2 separate regions of the Drosophila melanogaster genome follow, and region 1 is linked to region 2. A link is a contact called in public targeted proximity ligation data. All regions are on one chromosome and are shown on one strand. The core of a region is the stretch at or near the end of the contact, and the rest is flanking DNA. Distances in the headings are between cores, read along the strand shown. Region 1 holds the start of CG5122. Region 2 overlaps CG9932.

Region 1 (4,206 bases), core at 1,571-4,070, 88 kb before region 2:
AATGCTCCACTTTGGGAATAAATTGGCAACTTAAAGTACTGTGAAGGAGACAAGGAAAAACAATTAGATTAATATAATTATAGAATATTAGGTCTTACTTTCAAATGATAACTTTCTTAGTACTCACATTATTATTATATACCACAACAATATAATCGGCATCATTATACTGTTCGATGGTATCGCAGAATCGACCTGGCTTACGAACCGTACCAAAGATTTTACCAAACTGGCTGTTGTCCAGTTGGTGTTTACCCATCTGAACCACTGGAATTTTGTTTTGGTCGACTAGCTGCTTGAACTCGCACATACCGTAGATAGCTTTGGCCGTGAAGTTGAGAAAATCATTGGTATCTTTAAACTCCTGAATGGGAAAGGAGAGACCCGGACTGGAGAAGACGGTCAGCGGAGCCTGATAGGTCAAATATGCGGAACGTGTCCATCTGGGAGTTAGCCAGTTGTCCGTACCCTCGGCTTCTTCCTCGAGAAGCTGCTGGAGTTTCGCACCCTCGTTGTCCACAAACTTCTTGGCCACCTTCTGTTCCACTTTGAGTTCCTCCTCATTAAGAAATGGTTCAATACTGCTTAAATAACTGGCGATGCTTTGCTTTAGCGGAAGAGCTGGAAACTTTTTAAGCTCGGGTTTCTTATTCGGATCATTGTTGGCATCGGCTAGGTGGCGAATTTCCGATTTTATGCATTTCTTGGGAACTTTTTGCGGCTTTTCAGCACATTGTGTTTTTACTTCGCAATTCGATCTTTTTGAGTATTGGGGCTTTGAAAGTGGCTTTGGAGATTTTATTTTTTCCACTGTAGCTATTTTGATTTCCTTATTAGAAGGTGAAGGCGAAAGCTGTGGAGCTTGAGGTGCCTTGGTGTCTTTAATTGGTGATGGCAAGGGTGCTTTAACTGTTGAGATACTTGGATCTTTGGGGGAAGGAAGAGCAGACATGCTGATTTCCTTGACCGGTGTTGGGGGTGGCGAAGTTTGGGATGAAGCCTTCGACACTGGTGCGGTGTGAGATTCTACAGACGTTGCTGCATCAGATTGTTTAAAATCTTTTTGCGAAACCGTTTTCAATGAACTTGATGCTCTTTCCAGTTTTGCGGCATTCGATCTATTCTTCTTAGATTGACAGGAATCGGATGCTGAATGGCAATCGTTGACTATTTTTTTACCGCAAGGACCTTCTTCTTCTTTTTTGGATGATCCCCTTGGCCCATCCCGGCAAGGATTTCTTCCAATAGGAAATGCCATCATAAGAGGCATGGAAAACCGGGAAGTTGACACCGGTGGTAGCCCTTCGTCTTTTGGTTGTTTAATAGCCTTAGAAGCCGGTTTCTTACTCTTTGGTTTTGATGGATTAACAACACCCTGCCTCATTGACTTTTTCTTTCGAGGTTCGGCTTTTGGTGCAGCACTTTCCGGAGATTTAGGTGAACCACTTGGAACAGTAGCTGCTTTCTTACTCACAGATGCATTTGGGCAAGATGCCATTTTCTTTTCTTGCTTACATTCACTTTTTGCCGCAACTTTCGGCTTCTTGGCTTTTTGTTGTGGCTTGGAATCCGTTGCCGCACCCTTAGATACTTTTTTCTCATTCTTACCATCAACGCAAGGGTTTCTTCCCAATGGAAAAGCCGAATTCGACGGCATATTAAAACCAACCTTTGGATTTTCAGGTGATTTATCTGTTTGAGCTTTATTTGGAGGTGGGCTCGCGATCTTTGGCTTTGCGGAAGCATTTTCTTTTTTCTGTGCGTCTGGTGCAGTAGAATCAACTGTTTTAGGTGGATCTTTTGACTTGGATTTAGACTTTTTTTTAACTGGAGGCTTGTTCTCATCTTTCGATGAGGGACAAGATTTGGGTTTGGGTGGCGGACATTTCGATTTTTTAGCTTTTTTGCCGTCAAAACAGGGATTTCTTCCAATCGGAAAAGCTGATTTTTGCGGCATGGAAAATCTTTCATTAAGAGAATTAGAGCTTGGGGAATCGGCAGGTTTTCTTGGAGCAACAGATGGTAGAGATTGGCCAACCGATGGTTTGGATGCGGATGTTGAAGGCTTCTTTAAAACACTTGCCAATTCAGTTTTACTGTTTTCCAATAGTAGTGATGTCGCCTTTCCAATAACTGACTCTACAGATTGACTATGGCCATCTCCAATGCAATTTTTGCAGTTGGCAATCGTTATCTCTGGACTATTTTCAAAACAGTTCTTGCAGTTGAATATTTCTAGGGTTTTTAAGTTAACTAAATCCGGTTCTAATTGTCTTTTTGATGGCAGCTTTGGGCTGTCCCCTTTTATATGAAGCGGATTTGTCGTCGATGTCTGGCAGCTGGAATTTTGACCCACGGATTCAAATTTTAATGGCTCTTTCCGCTTGCCTGAGTTTTCACCTGAGTTTTTTGCTGACGCTAATACGCGGCAAATTATGTCCAAAGTCGGAGTTTCCGGTGGTTTTCCTTTGCTTGATAAAAATCGCAAGGAAAATGCTAATCGGTGCGCTCTGACGACTTTCTTTGCTACATCGTAGAGCTGCTGAGGCGGTAGATATGACTTGTGATGCCATCGTATCCGGTGCTTACACTAACAGTGATAACATTTAGATGAAATATTTCAAAATATCTGGAAGTCCGTGGAACTTACGAGGTTCGCGAAGCATTTGGTGCCTAGAAGGACCCTCATGTCGCTTTTCAAACAAGGCCAAATTTAGTGGGCGTGGTCCAAAAGGTATTGTATTTTGGAGGGGTGCTTATTTCAGGGTAAACATTGCTTAAAATTTAGACATATTTCTGAAAGCTAAGTCTTTTGCATGATTGATACATATTAAATTAGATTTTACTTAAAGCTTAGAAACATGCACATACATTTAATATAATACTTGCATAAATTCGCTTGAAGGAAGCTAACTAAACTTTAGTTAAGTCCCCAAAATGCGGCATGATAGTTTTTCTCTAAAAGTTGATCGTCTACTTCTCAAAATCAATTTAAGTTTCTTTTAAAGTGTTTTTCCATCACCCTCGAAATTGGAGCAGAGCAAACCAACTTTGGCGTCGCTTCATTAACCCAAAGAACTGGGTGCTGTTGCACATCCATCGATGCATTGGCTCCACTCCAAGTTCCGCGAATCGGGAGCGGTGGACAGAGAACACAGGGAACACTGGAGGGGCATCTGGGTAGGAGGTGAAATATTAACAAAATCAACACTACGGAGGCCTCGGGTTGATTGCTTTGCCAAGTGAAGTAGCCATATTATGATTATTGCGAACTCGCCTCTCAACTCTCCGCATGTGACGCAAACGAAGCTGAGCCCCCAGGGTTTTGCAAAGAAAATATACAAAAAAAAAAATAAAATAAATGCAATAATTGCATATTGACCCATTTTCTTAACAATGCAAGTGCGAAGGGCGGCGCTCTCAGGGGGGCGGGGCGGTGCAGGGTAATGGGCCAGGGAGTGTTTGCAGGTTACGCATGCGTGAGCGTTGCCTTCATTTAATTAGGCGGCGACACCTGCGCGGAGACGGAACCGAAGTTCCAGTCGCAGTCTCAGTTCCAGTCGCATTCGCAGTCGGAGTCGCAGTTGCCGTCTCAATTGCAGACGTCGCCATCAATCAGCAAATCAGCGAACGAGGCAAACAAGGTGGCAAGTGAGGCGTGAAAACGTCGAACAAAACTGCAGAAAAACATAAAAAAGAAGCCAGGAAGAGGTGCTTTTTAAGCTAAAGCCATTATATACCCTGTAAGTGCATGTATGATTGATCTTTAATTTATTTAATTTTGATTTATTTTTCATTTAATGTATTTATGAACGGGTTTAAAAGTTTGGTTTGTATGAAAACGTTGCGATGCAAATCAAAAAGAATTTTAAAACAGCAGTCCCATAAAATTAAAAAATAAAAATTATTCCTAAAGTAGCAATGAAAAGACTTCGATTAAAAAAAAGAACAATATATTAAGAAATTGATTTATAATTAAGTTGCAAAGAATTTAAATTTTAATAGAGAAAAATAGGGTATCGCAACATTGAGATGCTGGAATGAAATGAAAACGAAAACGCATCAAAGAGTGCTGCACAAATGAAATCGAGTTGGGACTGAGGATCGGCTGGGGGTCGGATGGATGAGGGTCGAGGAGTGGGTCTTAAAGGGGCGGTATTGGGGCCGAGGGGCGTGGTGTTTAAGCTCATTTGACAATGAAGTGCT
Region 2 (4,693 bases), core at 602-3,101:
GCAAGCTAATAAATGCGTGTTGACGCATTACGAATTGTGCGCATGCGCGCGGTTTGAAAACCAAAAAAAAAAAACGAAAAAACAGCGAAGCCGGCCTCCTCAGCCCCTTCAACCCCCCTCAAAAGTCGCACTGCATTTGCCGGCACAACGCGAAACCTGTTTGCCAGCCTCTCTCAATGTTGCACAAGTGCTGCTGCAGCTGATGTTTGTTGCCGCTTGCTGCTGCTGCCGCTGCCGCTGCTGCTGCTGCTGCCATTGCAGTTTCAAGAACCGGGTCAAGGTTGCTGCTGCTGCTGCTGCTGCAGCGCCTCGGCGATCACAGTCGACGTCGGCAGAGCGGCGCAGCGCAGCTTTCGCCTTGTGCGCCTCGCATTGAAAGTCAAGTTCGCGCACACATGTGTTTGATTGACATTGGCCAACAACCAACCATCTGGCGATCATGAGGGGATCGGCAAGTAAGACTGCACAGCCTTGCAACATGTTGCTTGCACCTCGCTCTCTGCTCGATCACTCGAAAAGTGGGAAGAGTTATGCAACTTTCAGGTTTTTGCGGCACTGAAAACGGGCCTGAGGAAGGATCTTGAGAAATATTGTTGATTAATGCCATAAAATTGGGAAATCAAAAACAACCATGTACAAAAAAACATCGAATTACAGATAAAACATATTTTTACTGTTTAAAGGAAAAGTGTCCTTTTATATTAAACAAGAGACTTCACTGACATTTTTCTCTTCAATTAAATGACTGCAATAAAAACCGTTTTTGATATTTTTCAACATTTTATCTGCAAATGTGCTATTATTTTCGACAAAGCATTATTAAATTAAGCTTGTTATCCAATTTGATTCAATATGTTTCCAATTTTATATGCGCACACAATACGTTAATGGGCTCAACAGAAATTCCACTCGAAATATTTTTATTTCGTGAAAATCCTTTCAGTTTTTTCCTCTCTCTTTAATACGTTTATGCATTCATATTACCAATTTAATTCTCTGCCAGGTCCAAAAACCAATCAAAATGTATATTTATGACTGCAATTCGATAGTGGGCAGAATTATATTAATTGCGAGATGCAATAATTAATAATATTTTAATGAAATTGTCAAGCCAAGAGCGGAAAATTAAAAAAAAAAACGAAAAATTCCGCATTAAAAGTGGCAATAAAATAAAGAAAATGCATCTAGAGAAAGGGTAGGGTGTGGTGTGTGGAAACGGGGGACGGTTTCCATCAGCTGCAGGCAGCAATTTAATTTTGTTTGTGGCAACATTCTCTCTCACTGATTAATGGCTAGCCACGCACAGAAGCCACCCACTCCACCCCAAACTCACACCCCTTTTGAGGCCGCTCAATCTGCTCCTGGCTGGGAAAACTCGAGCGCAAGTTAAGCGAAATGCTATTAATTTTCATAAGTAAATGAAAATTGATGTACGTGTGCCTTCCTGCCATTGCCCACTTTATCATGCCAATGGATAGTGAGTCTGTATGTACGAGTATATGTGCGTGTTCGTATAGGTTCGGTTATAAAAGCCTTGGCAAGTCAAACTTTTCAGTGTGCGGCACTCGAAGTGCAAGTGTTTGGCCACCCATCGGTGGGCCTTCTATGTAGTAATTTCAGATATTGTGCCCATAATCTATATAGGTTCCAATGGTATCAACAAGCGAGCGCTGTCATTCAGCAAATACAGTTCTCAAAGTCATCGAATGCCAGACCATAACACACTAAAACAGAATTTGTATATACTATACGGACTCTGTTTATTTAGATGCACCAGAGACCCTGAAAGCTGCTGCAACTGAGATAGCAACACGATGCCAGAGTGAGACGGCAGGCGAGCGGGCAAGGAGACACGCTGCGATGAGATAGCATTGAGCAACTTGGCAGCCTCGATTGTGCACTCATCATCAGTAGTTGCTGCTGCTGCGGCTGCTGTTGCTGTTGCGATTTTCTGCTGCTGCTGCTGCTGCTGCTGCTGCTGCTCCAAAGGCAACCGCAATGCCAAACAGCGACTCAAATGACTCAAGAAGTCAGCTCTGATAATAACTGGAACGTTGCCATGGATCTTTGATACCCTCCATGAAAGCATCTACATTATAATTTAGTGAATCCATTACATTCACGTAAATGCTATCAATTGATTTATAAGAAATCCTATTAAATGTTCTTGTAAACTATTATTATCGGAGAGCATTTAAAGTGTTCGTTTTGCTTTAAATGCTGTTTTCATTTTGAGTCATTAATGTTATTGTGATTTTCCAAAGCGATTCAGGCCTTCGCCGCTAAGAATAAATTATGAATCAGGCTTTAACCACAAGAGTGGATGCCAATGTGGTTCACTCTGGTTTTGGTTTTATAATCATCGCTGTGTTATTGCTGTCGTTGTCGCTCTTTGTGGCTGCGAAAATCAATTGTCACAAGGCCAAAACATTGGTTTAACCACCACTTCGTCCCCTGAATTTCCTTCTGTGCCCCTGCGTTCTGCACGCAATGCTGCTGCAGAGCCAAAACGATTTTTGCTGCTGATCTTGAACCAATTGCAAATTGCTAAAACGCAGCCAAAGCAACAACAATTGTTGTCACGGCCGGCTACAGATACAGATACAGATACAGCCGCTGAAAACTGTTTGAGTTACATTTATAGGCATGCCATGGCATTGACTGGCATCAATAAATTAGAATTAGAATTGTACTCTCTGTGCTCTGCACTATGCGCTCTTCTCGATTCGACCATTCGGCAACGGTGCGTATGCGTAATAAACTTGAACTTGTGCGTTCTCATTGCGATTGCAGTGTTTAGTGTGTGGATGTGTGAATCGTATATTCTTTGCGCCATATCACCGTGCCATATTTGCACATTGCGCATACGCAGCGTTGACCTCGTCTCGGACAATGCAACTAATTAGCGATTGCAGGCAGATAAACAAGCGAGAGTGTATGTGCGACTGTGGACAATTGTTTGATTATCAATTAGTTTCGTACAGGCCCAAGTGGCTGACCTTACCAGGCAGATAGTAGTAGATAGCCGAGGTGTCGGAGTCTCAGCCCGTAAACACCGCGCACTCCTTATCTGTCTCTATCGCTTCTCAATCCCTGGCTGGAACAAATAGACCAATGTCAAATGCTAAATATCTCACAGCACACGGCCATTCAAATTTGCATTTGTCTTTTTATCTCTTCCACTCTGTGTTTTTCTCTCTTCGAGTCTGAGAAAAGAGATTGTGGGTCATCACTTAAAATGTGTCATCGGCTGATCGTAGTGTGTGTTTCATTTAAAATGCAGAAATAATATAGTGATATCGCAATTAAGTTAAAGTACTAAATAACATTCGCAACTTATTAATCACCACACTTAGAATTCGAGGATCTTGTGTTTCACTTTCAAAATGATTCAGAAGGTGAAATTACACAACCATATACTTTACTTTGATCTGAGCAAACCTTTTAGTAAAAAATAACAGCAACAAAAATCACGCTTATCAGAGAAAAAACCGAAATAAAACTAAGCCAAGATGGGTGGAAAAATTCTCAGAAAAGGGGGAAAATGGGCATATTTCGCTTTTCTTATCCGAGAACATAAAACAAGATGTGAACTGCGCTACATATCTGAAAATATTTCTTATTCGACTGTGCAATAATGTTATCCAAAATATGTAAATTTCACTGCCACGCCCTTCGTCTGCGACATAATTAAAGAGTGAACCATAAATTTGCTTAAAGCAACAGCGATGCATAAATTGTTTCTCTACTTTAGTGAAAATAATTGCAATTTATGACAGTTTTGTGGCATATCGACGCGTGGCATCGGCGACGTTGTCGCTGTTGCTCCATAAATTTTAACCACACTCGCCACTCGACACGGCTCGAAGAATATTTAATAAACAAAACTTGTGCTAATCGTTAAATTATGATTAATGTGCCGACAACAAACAATAAACTTGGCCGCCCAAGAACACCAAAAACGTGCACCAAGAACCGTGGGCGACAGCATCGAACGTGCCTAACAAAATCCCAGACAAAAGGCCAAAACACTAAAGACCAAAAACCAAAAGACCAAGATGGTATGGAATATAGAACCCAAAAGTCGAGTCCTTGAAGGCGACTCGTGTGTGCTAAAATATGCGCCGCCATGAACTCAGCCGGCCAACAAACATGGAAACTTGGCAGGCATTACGTGATAATATGTGACGAAGTGAATAATTAGGGGTGATGTGCTAAATAGCAAGACGGCACTGTTGATGATAAAAAGGCGGCTGGAAATGCTGGTAGAAAGCTAATGAATTTATGGAGTGCAAGTTTAACGGAGGCTATTCCATTAAGACAGAAGAAAAATGGAAAAAATATATCGAAATTAAAGCATTCCAGTTAAAGCTTAGAAATATATGGAATTTATTCATTCACATTCAATTGAGTTAAAAGTAGTTGATTTTATTCATTTAAAGCATATTAGCAAGCATTTTTATTTAGTTTTGGCTTAAGTTTCCCCACCTTGGATTATACTAAGTAAGCAGACCATCAACTTTCTTGCTACCTTTCGCCGCAGAATAAAACCTTTTGCAATCTGCCACACCACTGCATAATTTTCATCCGGCCTTGGTCTTGTTTTTTTCCCCCAATTCATTGGCCATGTCACCGTCTGGGCCAACTTGCCTTTACGCCACGCCTCTTTTGCATAATTGAAGACGGCTTTTGC

Evidence for each region.
Region 1: a targeted proximity ligation map of the S2 cell line shows a contact between it and region 2, with 4 times the contacts expected there. A contact is called at or near these places in 41 of 107 Hi-C or Micro-C datasets (the Clone 8 cell line, the Kc167 cell line, the OSC cell line and 18 more) and 2 of 7 datasets of targeted methods (the Kc167 cell line and the S2 cell line).

The regions. Positions count from the first base shown.
Region 1 is chr2L:13,129,205-13,133,410 of dm6, reverse strand. CG5122 reads right to left here and starts at 2,820. Exons shown (of 4, transcript NM_135757.3): 1 at 2,651-2,820; 2 at 128-2,590; 3 at 1-38. The coding sequence starts at 2,689.
Region 2 is chr2L:13,039,844-13,044,536 of dm6, reverse strand. All of the region lies in intron 2 of CG9932, which reads left to right. Among named protein-coding and RNA genes, the nearest start is that of CG9932, 18 kb to the left of the region's middle.